Regions from separate parts of the Mus musculus genome. Here region 1 is linked to region 2. The links are chromatin contacts, called in public promoter capture Hi-C maps. All regions are on one chromosome and are shown on one strand. Each heading gives the region's core, a stretch centred on a gene start, on an enhancer-like site or on the middle of the called end of the contact. The rest is flanking DNA. Distances are from core to core; before and after follow the strand shown.

What was found. Capture Hi-C pulls out chosen DNA fragments and counts their contacts.
Region 1: a promoter capture Hi-C map of adipose tissue shows a contact between it and region 2. The contact joins two enhancer-like sites. A contact is called at or near these places in 16 of 39 promoter capture datasets (the 3T3-L1 cell line, 3T3-L1-derived adipocytes, the C10 cell line and 8 more), 10 of 484 Hi-C or Micro-C datasets (the G1E-ER4 cell line, embryonic stem cells and pancreatic cancer cells), 1 of 115 datasets of contacts at active chromatin or transcription factors (embryonic stem cells) and 2 of 9 other capture datasets (adipose tissue and liver).

Annotation. Positions count from the first base shown.
Region 1 is chr8:95,289,550-95,295,414 of GRCm38.p6, reverse strand. Cngb1 (cyclic nucleotide gated channel beta 1) reads left to right here. Exons shown (of 33, transcript NM_001195413.1): 11 at 220-295; 12 at 1,823-1,859. Among named protein-coding and RNA genes, the nearest start is that of Cngb1, 14 kb to the left of the region's middle. Within about 2 kb of position 2,069, at least 66 of the 459 cell types and tissues checked have an H3K27ac peak or open chromatin away from gene starts, as enhancers often do. A contact at or near this core is called in adipose tissue, where this site is marked.
Region 2 is chr8:95,034,936-95,041,486 of GRCm38.p6, reverse strand. It overlaps Adgrg3 (adhesion G protein-coupled receptor G3), which reads right to left. Exons shown (of 12, transcript NM_173036.3): 4 at 6,391-6,537; 5 at 5,543-5,677; 6 at 5,007-5,046; 7 at 4,796-4,887; 8 at 4,549-4,661; 9 at 1,798-2,078; 10 at 1,544-1,637; 11 at 953-1,227. Among named protein-coding and RNA genes, the nearest start is that of Drc7, 17 kb to the left of the region's middle. Within about 2 kb of position 4,211, at least 139 of the 459 cell types and tissues checked have an H3K27ac peak or open chromatin away from gene starts, as enhancers often do. A contact at or near this core is called in adipose tissue, where this site is marked.

The DNA of each region.
Region 1 (5,865 bases), core at 820-3,319, 260 kb before region 2:
TGTGAGAGACTGGAAATGCAGATCTGAAGTAGATGGAGCTGAGCTGAGCTCCCTGCTAGGGCTGCCTGGGAAGGATGGGGGAGGACAGAAAGGGCCCTTCAGGGTTAGAGCTCTAGGGTTGGCTTCCGACAGGACCTACCTCTTAGCAGGCTTGTTTGTCTGTGGCAATTCCCCACCCCAGTTCTTCTCGCCTGGATTCAGCCCATCTCTCTACCACAGGCTGATTGAGTGGCTCCTACACAGACTGGAGATGGCCCTGCCTCAGCCCGTGCTCCATGGGAAGGCTGCAGAGCAAGTGAGTGGCAGCCAGGCAGAGGCGACCCTGGCTGGGTGGTGGTGAGGGAAGGGCCTTGGAAGCTCAGATAAGGGTTGGATGGTCAGGGAGTCCCTGGGGATGGGGACACAATACAGCAAGGAGGGAGCCATCAGTGGCAACTCGGCCTTGTGTGCATACATCTGGACTGTAGCCACCAGTACTGATCTACCAGTCAGGAGCTTATAGTCTAGGGACTTCAACAGGAGGAGAGGAGCTCAGAGATGGAGCCTCCTAGAACATCAAGAAAGGTTTGCTAGTGGAAGCGACCCAGAAGAATGCACAAGGATTCAGAGCCCAGGAGCAGTCCAGGAAGAAGTGAGGTTCCCAGGAAGCTCTTAGGCTCCATGAGCATTCCTGGCAGCTTAGGGCCCAAACATGGTGGTAGGAAAAGCAGGGTCACAATCACCTCTTCCTTTTTTTTTTTTTTAAGATTTATTTATTATTCTATGTAAGTACAGTGTAGCTGTCTTCAGACGCCCCAGAAAAGGGTGTCAGATCTCATTATGGATGGTTGTGAGTCACCATGTGGTTGCTGGGATTTGAACTCAGGACCTTCGGAAGAGCAGTCAGTGCTCTTAACCACTTTTTTTCTTTATCAAGATCCTACTGGCCTGATTCTCCTTCTGGGGGATTATTCATCATCTGGAACTAGGAAGTGGGACACTTGCACTCAGGCATGGCTGTGTGATATTGGCCCTGGTCCTCAGGGAACCTTACCATATCCCCCAGAGAAGCAGATGAACAAATATGCTACCACCCAGCCTTGGGAAAAACACAGGAAAGTGGTCTGAACATAAGATGCTTTGTCCAGAGGGAGGTGGGCCTGGACTGGTCCCAGGCCTCTGGGCCCCAGCACCTCTGAATCTCTTTCAGCCCTGTACCTTGTCTCATAGACACAAGGACTCTACTCTCCCCCTCACTGGCTCTAGGCCCAGCAAAGGTCTTCCGTCTTTGTTTCATGGGGGTGGAGCCAGGAGCCAGACATCCTGGATCCACTCCCAGTGCTATACCCCTCTCCACTCTTCACTGGCTCAGTGCTGAGACCGGCTGAGCAGAAGGTACCGAAAGCCAGGCTTCTGTTTCATACCCTTCATCGGTCTCTGAAGGCGCGGGGAGTACTGGCTTCAGAGAGTTCCAAACATAAAAGGGGCGAGAGGGGAAGAGCCATTAACTGCTGAAGATCCCTAGATGACAGAGGAGCCTGGGGACCCCCGGCAGCAGGGAAGCGGCATAGTAGGGAGAAGCCCTCCAGGTGCTGGAAGGAGAGGCTGGCCGTTTCACAGGGCAAGCAAAAGCTAAGGGCAAGCTGTGGCCCTGGATGGAGAAGGGGTCGGAGCAGCCAGTAGCCTCTGGAGAGAAGGCAGGAGCAGAGAGATGAGGCAGTGCGTCTTCTGCAGGTTCTGGCTGGGGGGGTGGGGGGGGGGAGAGGACATATGTGTACTAGGGATAGGAGGGAGGCAAGGGAGGCAGCCAAGGCAGGTCTCCTCTTTTTTCCCCCCCATGTAGGAGCCTGGCTGCCCTGGGATGTGTGACGTACAGACCAGTAAGTACCGTGCTCCTGAGTCCCACGTTCATTTCAGGGAGGGTCACGGGATATATGTCGGTCTGAGTTGAGTGTGAGTTAGGGTCTCCTAACCTGGAGTGGAGAGAGCTTGCTCCTGCTCAGGGTCTCTGGAGAGCAGTAATGGAGCTGGTGGCTAGAGCGGTTGCTCTGTCAGGAAAACAACCGTGAAGCCAAAACCACGCCCCTTCCTGTTGGCAATTGCCCAGCGCTAGAGACCGGACTCTGGAAGCTGGGTGCGTGGGTTTGACTGGGAAAGAGGTGGTTCTTGGGAAACAGAGTCTAGGGACTCCAGAGCCACTGAGCAACAGGATGCCCTACCCTGGGATGAGTTGGGAGGTATTGGATAGCACCATTGGAAGACAGAAGGCTGAAGCCAGGCAGTGTACAGCCAGAGACAGAGTACCACTGGAAGTGGATAATATACTGGCAAGTGGTAGACATTTATGCGTTCATCCATCCATCCATCCATCCATCCATCCAATAGTGATGGGTGGCTTATTGCCACCTGCTTCAGCCTGCTTCAGGCACCCATGGTGGGCTTCAAGAAAGCAAAGCAGCGCTCAGACCTTGCACAGTGTAGCCCCCGAACCATCCTAGACATGTACCCTCTGACTCCGACTAAGGGCCTCCCTGAGTGGGGAGAAAAACGATGTCCAATCCCATCCCCCTGGACCATGGTCTCTATGAGCATTCTGAAACTAAATGACCATTGTGGTCAGGGACACAGACAGGCAGCCCAGGCCATGGAGGTGAGAGAGTGGACAGTCGCTAGATCTATACCAGTGGGAGGGAGAAATCTGGCCAGCTTCAAGATGGGGCAAGCTCACTTTCTCCTGGGACTCCTGGTAGTCCTTGAATATGTAGGTGTAAGACCCCCGAAGCTGGGCCTCCGCTCAAGTCCTGGGATGAGCTGGTTGGTACCCCAAATGACTCGAGAGAAAAACCACACCTGATGCAAACTGCAAGAGGTTTTATTATCAGCTAGCTGAGGATGAAGTCCCTCCACCACCGCCCGTGCAGGGCAGGTGACAGTAGGGGGCTTTTAACAGCTAGCTGAGGAATTGGGAGGAGTTGGGAGGAGTTGGGAAGAGTTGAGAGAAACTCTTTCCTTGGTGAAATTTACAAGGCAGGAGTGGGGAGTGAGTTCTTTCTGAATTTTTATCTCCATGTCCTCAGCACAGGAAGGCAGGCATCTCTGGTTGTAAGATATAGAAACAAAAAGGCTTTTTGCTGGCTATAGAGAACAAAGAGCTTCTTTCTGGCTGTATTTTTAGAGATCGGGGAAAACAAGCTTGGGGAATGTCCAGGGGCTTTACCTTCCAGGGAGAAACGCTCTAAGTTGGGGTCTCACATAGAGACCCAATAGGCTGTTAGAGCAGAGAAAGGTCAAACCTTGGAGAACCGGAGGTTTCTCCTCAGTACGTTATAGCAGCAAAAACTAGGCCCTGTTTGGCCAGGTGGGTAATTACTCAGTCTGAAGTTCAAGGGCCCCAAATTTCCCAGGACAGGGACCATCTATAACACTGTGGAGAGCTCAGATGTGTGACAGGTCCTCCTGCCTTTCTCTTGGCTCCTTGGAAAGATGCAGGATTCTCAGCTGATTGCAATTAGATTAATCTCAAAGTTCCTGGAACAGGCAGGTCTCTGGTGGGCACTCGGCATGAGTGGGCACAGGCTTAGCACAAAGAACAGAGCTTAGGCAGGCTTGTGTCCTGTGGCTGTGGTGACAAATGTGCACACATCCATGTTTGAGGTGCTGGCAGGGTCCTTTCCCTTTGAGACTCTAGGAGAAGGCAGTGTGTGTGTGTGTGGGGGGGGGGGTGGTGGTGAATGTCCTTGCCGCTCTCCTGATTCCCTTGAGCCTCCTTGGCTTCCAGCTGTCCTTCTATTTACTCCCTGTGTCCTTGACTGTCACTGGGGGAAGGCCTGCCCTAAATTCAGAAGTCTTTTGCTTTGAGATTCTGAGGACAATAATATTCTCAAAGACTGTATTTTCAAATAAAGTCACATTTATATAGGATAGAATAGGACCTAGGCATGTCTTTTCAGGGACACTTTTTAATCCGCTACATGGGGTGACTGAGGGTCTGGGGATACATGTTCACTTCCTCTACTCTGTCCCCTAGTCTCCCCATCCAACTATCCTCTGCTTGGGCATGCAGATCCCCAGCCTTCTATCTATCATCTATCTATCTATCTATCTATCTATCTATCTATCTATCTACCTACCCATCCACTCATCCTCTGCTTGGCCACTCAGATGCTCATCCATCCACCCACCCATCCATCCACTCATCCACTCATCCACTCATCCATCCATCCACCCATCCATCCACCCATCCTCTGCTTAGCCACCCAGATGCTTATCAATCCTTCCATCTGTCTATCCATCCATCCTCTGTGTGTCTACTCAGGTGCCCACATTTCTGTCACCTCCTTTGTTTCAGGGGCGACAGCAGCTGGAGGCCTCTGAAACAAGGGAGAGGGGACCTGGGGAGCCCATGGACAAACGGATGCATGGATGGATGAAGGACTGAAGGATGCCTCAAGAGAAGAACTTTAGGGGGCAGTGACTGCTAATCTCCACCCTCTTTGAATAGTGAGCCCCCTGCACCCCCAGGCAGGGCAGAGGAAACCAGAGTCATTAAGTGTAACCCCAGAGCTTCCTCTCAGGGCTCTTGGGCAGGGGGCAGCACCCAGATCAGGGCAAGGGCAAGGAAGACTTCCTGGTGTGAGACTACAGAGAGCCCTCCCTATTGAGGCCTCAGTGTCTGAGCATGCTCTCACAAGGGGAACCTGGCACCATCCACACTACACGGGACTCAGTTTCCCTATAAGTGGTTCTTCCAAGGCCTGCCCTAGTTCTCTCTCCCAAGAGTGAGGGACCACCACCGACTGTGACATTGTAATTGACATTAAAGAGTGTGACTTTGCACCTCAAACCTGTGACTGTGTGATATTCTTAAGCCAAGTCTGAAAGAAGTCTTCAAGTTTTATTTATTTAGACAGGTTCTTGTGGTACATTCCAGGCTGGCTCCCAACTCTCCCTCCTGCCTCAGCCTCTGAGTGTTTGAATTGTGAGTATACCCCATAACCCTGTAGTACTTAGGTACTAAAGAGAGGTGGACTGGACAAGCATTGTCTGTGCTACTGGGGTTGTAGGATGGAGGAATTGGTCAGGGACCCTAAGGACCCAGCTACCCCTAGATGTCTTTATTTAGACTGATTTTGAAGCAAAATTGTTAACCTTAAAAAAAAAATCAGCTTTCAAGCTGGGTGTGCTCCCAGCACTCAGGAGGTAGGTGCAGACAGATCTCTAAGTTAGAGGCCAGCATGGTCTACAAATCAAGTTCTAGGATAGCCAGCGCTACACAGAGAAACCATGTCTCCAAAACAAATAAATAAACAAACAGATAAATAAAACCAACTAACAAATGATAAAATAAAATAATCAGCTTTCAGCCAGGCGTGGTGGCGCACGCATTGAATCCCAGCACTTGGGAGGCAGAGGCAGGCAGATTTCTGAGTTCGAGGCCAGCCTGGTCTACAAAGTGAGTTTCAGGACAGCCAGGGCTATACAGAGAAACCCTGTCTCAAAAAACAAAAAAACAAAAAACAAAAAGAAAAACAAAAAAACAAAAATCAGCTTTCCACAGAAGGGCCTGACTTCTGTCAGAAACCAGATTGGTCTGTGCTCACATGAAAGGTCTAAACAGCAGCTGTCACCTGCAGGCAGTGAGAAAGGGCAGTCCTGCAGAGAGAGTAAAGCAGGACGTGCCTAGAGGTGAGGGCACTGAGGCTGAAGAACTGTGGGCATGTCAGCTAACTGGGATCCTAAGTCCTTGCTGATGAAGTCAAAGCTAGAAGTTTAACCCTGCAGGGTCAGGGCTCTGGGCAATGGGGAGGCCCTGGAGGTGGTTGAGCAGGGACTGACTTTACAAAGACTACTCTGGGGTTGAGCAAGTCCTGCAGGCAGGGGATGTGC
Region 2 (6,551 bases), core at 2,962-5,461:
GCCATGCCTTTCCTGTCATTGTATACTTTGCACTCTTGAAATGGGAGCCAAGAGAAGACCTTTATTTATTAAGTCACTTTTGTTGTGTATGGTGGTTTGAATAAATTTGGGCCCTATAGACTCTAGTATGTGAATGTTTGGCATTATTAAGAAGTGTAGCCTTGTTGGAGTAGGTGTGGCCTTGTTGGGGTGGGTGTGGCCTTGTTGGAGAAAATGGGTCACTGTGGGGTGAGCTTTGAGGTCTCCTAGTACGCTAGCTCCACCCAGTGTGGAACAGTCTCCTCCTGGCTGTCTTCATTCAGATCAAGATGTAGAACTCTCAGCTTCTCCAGCACCATGTCTGCCTGCACTCTACCATGCTTCCCACCATGATGATAATGGACTGAACCTTTGAAACTGTAAGCCAGCCCCAAGTAAAGGTTGGCCTTTAGAACAGAGTTTCCTTGGTCATGTTGTCTCTTCATAGCAGTGACACTCTAAGACAATGGGTATTTTGTTGCAGAAAACAAAACAAAACAAATACTTTAAAAGCTTCTTAAGGATTCTATGTCATGTCACATCAAATCTCATGACCCTGCCTTCCTAGTTAGAACTCGACAGAACTAGTCATCTGACTCAGAACACAGAGCCAGCAGCCATGTTAGGCAGCCAGAAAAGAACAAGAGAGAAGAGAGAAGAACAAGTTGTCACAGAGGCCGGACAAGAGACAATACTCAGCTCTAAAACAATAGGTGGGGACATCTGCTTTGATTTATGTGGCTTTTTCTGATCCTAGCCCCAAGACAACAACCACCCTTGCTGCCCTAGATCCCATAAGAATCTCAGGCATCTAAAATTAGCGTTTTGACTTGAGCTAGCTTCTATGGAATCCTGTGATCTGTAGAACACCCTCCCCAATTCCCAGTGCCCCTTAGTGCCAGTGAGGCAGCCTGTGGCCTCTCCGGACCCTCACCTTGTAGAGAGTTTAAGAGGGTGAAGACGTAGATGGTAGACAAGCCGAGGGGGGTGAGAACAGCCAGCCCCCAGGTCATGCCCACCAGACTGGAGAGGCCCAGCACGGTGAGGACCGACTTCCAGGTCGGCCCCTGTCCTTTGCCCGCTGTGACACTGGGCAGAGTGAAGATCTTCCAGGCCACCAAAGCCAGTACCACAGCACCGAAGAGGAAGGTAACAAGGAAGTAGCCGTGGACAGTAGCATAAAGAGCAGGCTCTTTCTGGAACCAGCACCTGCAGGAGGTGGATAGCCGCTGGGGCTGGGGAGGAAACCCCTGACCATTGAGCCCCAGGACACTTCCCCAGATGATCTGTAGTGACCAAGACGATGCCCCTCCCCCACCCCCCATTGCTGTTGGCTCTCCTGGGCCTCCTCCTTTATTTCCTTTCTGACTCCAGACTCCCATTTACCCACTGTACCACAAGCCAACTGGATCCGGCTATCCTCCCAGCCTTGACATTGCTGGCCTCTCCCTACGACCTCTTCCTCTCCCTCCCTCCAGTGAAACCAAAGGCCCCCATACCCTCTGCTCCCCTCAGCCCCACTCACAACTCCAGTGATGTGCGGTTCTCCTGGTCGCGAATGGTGTAAACTCCATAACTGTTGCTACTTCCAGCACCAATAACTACAAGAACAGGCAGGCCTGTGGACAAGGGGGAGGGGGCGAGTTGGCATTGCCAGTGTCCCCTTGATGGAGATTGCCTCCTGTTCCTCCAGATATCCATTGCTTGAGCTTTGGGCTTCCCTAGGCTCTTCCCTGTCAAACCCTCCAGCCTTCCTCTACTCCTCCAGCCTGTGCCTACCCCAGGCCAGCAGGCTCAGCTTCAGGAAATAGTGTCCAAAGTAGGTATTGAAGACTCTGATGGCCAGCAGGTAGAGGTGGAAGGCCTCCAGACCCATCCAGGTGAAGACACAGAGCAGAAAGTAGTGGAAAATGGCAGCTCGGACCCAGCAGGAGGCTGGGGGGCCTTGGGAGCTGCTCCCCACATTGATCAGGAAGGTAAGATTCAGGAGAAACAGGCTGATGCTCAGAGCCATGTGGATCTTAGGGGCATCTTCAGACTTGAACCTCTGCAGAGAGAACCTGGAAAGAATGGCTAGTGAGCAGGCCTGAGGAGCCACAGCCTATACGTGGTGCTCAGGCTGATCCATCTTCCTGCCTCGGTCCCGTGCCACCCACCATCAGCTGCTATCACCCTCATGGTCACTCCTGCCTGACCGTTCAGTTCCCACCTTTGCTAGGAGTCAGTGTGCAAACTCTTAGGTGCTAATCCACAAGCCCCTTCGTGGCTCTCTGGGCTCTGTGGATGCTCGCTGGGTCCTGCCAGCCTCACTGTTTGACAGATTCCTTAGATAAATTGTGTAACTGAGGAATTGACACTGAGGGTGGAGACTGTGTTCTCTACCAGTACTTGGCGGGGTGGGAGTGAGGAGGGGTGACATGGGTGTAGCTCCCAGGGGCTGAAGCCCAGGGCTTCTTAGTGACTGAGGCACAAAGGCACAGGGGAGGGACAGTAGGGATCCCTGGACTGGAAAATGGGAAGCCCAAAGATGTTCCAGGTGACAAAATTTGGAGCTGTGACGAAAGGATGGACCATCTAGTGATTGCCATATGCAGGAATCCATCCCATAATCAGCTTCCAAATGCTGACACCATTGCATACACTAGCAAGATTTTGCTGAAAGGACCCAGATATAGCTCTCTCGTGTGAGACTATGCAGGGGCCTAGCAAACACAGAAGTGGATGATCACAGTCAGCTATTGGATGGGTCACATGGCCCCCAATGGAGGAGCTAGAGAAATTATCCAAGGAGCTAAAGGGAACTGCAACCCTATAGGTGGAACAACAATATGAACTAACCAGTACCCCGGAGCTATTGACTCTAGCTGCATATGTATGAAAAGATGGCCTAGTCGGCCATCACTGCAAAGAGAGGCCCATTGGACTTGCAAACTTTATATGCCCCAGTACAGGGGAATGCCAGGGCCAAAAAGGGGGAGTGGGTGGGTAGGGGATTGGGGGGGGGGTGGGTATGGGGGACCTTTGGGATAGCATTGAAAATGTAAATGAGGAAAATACCTAATTAAAAAAAAAGAATGTTCCAGGTGGGTTCCAGTAAGCCTGGGCTCTAGGGGATAAGGATAGGCAACGATGAGCAGAGGCTGAACCCACAGGCTCCTTCAACTCAGCAGGTCTGAGGGTTTCTTGGTCAAATCCTGGCTCAGGACAGCCAAGTGACAGCACTATCTGGTCCTGTTTCTTTCCTGTGCCTGCTTCTTTTTGGAGAAGCTCATGTATCCCAGAAGGGGCATCCTTCCCCACACTTAGCCACAAGTAAGTGGCTTTGTCCCTTGTCACTTAAATGCATGAGTAGTCAAATGGCCAGCCTGTGTGTTCTACCCTGTAACCATAGTGGTCCAATTGGTCCTTGGCTTGTGATCAAAGTCAGACCCTAAAACAACTGAGTATTCATAAGCTAAACATGCACACACATGGAACACCCAGCATCTCAGGGGTATGAACCCTAGAGTCCTGTGCCCACAGGGACCACACACTTGGCTAATAGTCAACCATCTGTTGCAACTAGGACTACTCTGAACACTGGGCCATGTAGTTTTATTTAGACAGGACCTTGCAAACCATATCCCCACCATACACCACACACACACATACATGTGTATATATCCCCACCATACACCACATCCATATCCCCACCATACACCACACACACATATACATGTGTATGCCCATGCGTGCACATGTGCACATACACTATACACATGTGCACACACGCATATACATGTGTACACCCATACTACACACACACACACACACACACACACACACACACACACACGATCTCCAAAGTGGTGGAGCTGAAGGGGTCTTGAGACTACTTAGCTATTCTCTGCCACTGCCAACTTCCTGGCTTTGATGATATGCTATAGTTACATACGACATGACACTTGGGGAAGTTCCAGGAAGGAACCACAGACTGTCTGTGCTATTTTTGCAATTTTCAGTTAGTCTATAATTATTTCGAAATGTTTGTTCTCAAAGCCTTCAACTCTGGGGCTTCACTTTTGCTTGAATATCTAAGGAGCTGGGACCTGAGCCCGAAGTTCTCCAGGCACCAGGGTGAAATTAACATCCTGAGAGGAGAGAGAGCAAGCTGTGTAAGGAGAGACCAATCCCAGGGCAAGCTGTGAAGGGAGGGACCAATCCCAGGGCAAGCTGTGAAAGGAGGGACCAATCCCAGGGCAAGCTGTGAAGGGAGGGACCAATCCCTGGGGCTTCAGCTGGAGTCTTTAGTTCTTTCCCTGCCTGGAGGCCACATGATGTGAGTTTCCTAGTTCCACAAATCACTCATGCCCTGCGTGTTGGCCAATCTGAGTTGAATTTCTGCCTCTTTCAACTTCAACCCTATGTCCTACATTCTCAGAGAGCACACAAAAGGCCAGAGAAGACGATGAGAGGCCACAGAACAAAGACATCTTATCCCTATCCTGTACCTCCTTGAGGGCAGGAGGAAAAGGAGATGTCTTCACTCACCTGAAGGCAACATAGAGCACCATGGTGAAGGCCAGGAAGATCATGGAGACGGCACTGCCTGCCTGGGAGATGCGAGTGAGAGTCTGTGCCGTGGCCAGGTCCAAGATCGGCCTCTGTAGATGACCCCAAGTTCTGATCACATCACTGATGGGCCAGACCCACACATCTCCCAAACCCCAGCCAGCCCAGGCAGCCTCTCCCAGGGACAGAAGCTGGACCACTGCAATCAGGATGGATGGGCTGTTACCAGCAGCAAGGCGAAGAAGGTCAAGTGGTCGCAACGGCAGACAGTTCTCCCATCCCCGGGCACCGTGGAGCAGCCGTGGGAATCCCAGTCTCCTGTGGCCCACAGCAAAGTAAGAGCAGAGGAGGAGGGAGGGAGAGCCTGCCTCTGCCCTCACCCTCTGCCCCGTGGAAGCTTGCTCCTTTCTCATTCTAGAAACGTCTTCCAAACCTACCTTTAGCCATATCCCAGAATACACAGGTGAGGATCACGTTCTGAAACCAGAGAGTGGGAGTCAGAAGAGGAGGGAGGCAGGAAAGGGGGAGAGAAGAGAAGACGGGGCACCACCAGGGGTCTTGCCCTAAGAGGAAGCTCTCTGTAGCTTACATGGGGAGATCGACTCCATCGGTTGATGCTCCCTGGACCACTGTGCATGTAGGGTATACAACATGTATGGCACAAGAGGGTCTGCCTGTCTGTGCGTGCATGCCTGTCTTCAGGATCATTGCCTGGCAGGGGTGGAAAGCATGTATGCAGAGGGGTTCCCCAGGTCCCCACACATTTATGAACATGGGGTGGGAGGGTGTAGGGGGCACGTGTGTTCACGTGTGCAGGGCAGACAGATGTCTTTGGGCATTAACTGCATGAGCCAGATGGTTTCTTCTGCATGCACTTAGAAGGGTAAAGGGCACAGGGTCCCATGTGTGGCTTCTCAGAGCTCATGCACGGTATGCTCCACAGTAACTGCCAGGCCCCAGGCAGAAGACTCACAGGTGGTTGACGCTCATGGGAGAAGGTGATCTCTACAGGTTCCGACAGCCCGGTGGCGTGCATCTGGCCCACGCTCAAACCCACCATGCGGTTGTTCAACACGCTGCTGCCCTTGTCCTCAAGGAGCTTGGGGCCCTGAGAGGAGATTGGCAGGAAGCTAGCTATGGGATGGGCTGACCTTACCTGCCCTATCAAGGGGTCTTGGTAACTCTAAGACATGCCCTAGCCTGGGACATTAGGGGATCAGGGAGCCAGGGGCCACAGGCACCCTTCCTCCTACTGCTTTCTATAACACACTTGGGTGGGGCTAGGCAGGGCTGGCCTCTAGGTTCTATACTACCTTACTGAAAAGCCACCTTTGAACTGGAAGAGCTTGAGGCTAAGATCAGCCAGGAAATGAGGTCAATGCCAGTGAATGCCTCTAGGGGACAAGTGCTTCTAGATCCAAGGGAGCATATATGTAAACTTACATGGATGGGCACATGCCTCAGGAGCACACATCTGGCAGGCACTGGCAAGGGATAGTCATGTTTACCCATGTAAGCACAGTCACATCTGAGCACACCTGATTAAATGCACTCAGGAATATAGAAGGGTGTGTGTGTGTGTGTGTGTGTGTGTGTGTGTGTGTGTGTGTGTGTGTATGCATGTGCAAGAACATACAATCATGCATGTGCACACCTGGACATCATACACAGTCAGCAGGTGCTGATGTCAGGGTATCAGAATAGTCTTCAGGCCACAGACTGTAGAAGCAGTTCTTGGATGACCTGGCTGCCTTTGAGACAATCTCAGGGACCCTGAGCATTTAATACTGCAGCTTCCTGGGCTCCCAGCAAGCCTCTTACCTTAAAGACATTCCCTGCACCAATGTCTAGAACAGTTATGGCCAACCGGACTGCAGACCTGTTGCCAGGCAGGGCTCCAAACAGGCTCTTGGGAAGTCGGACTCCATCAGCAGGCTCGTCCTCACCCTGCATCACCTGCCTCGGGATCTGTAAGCATGGAT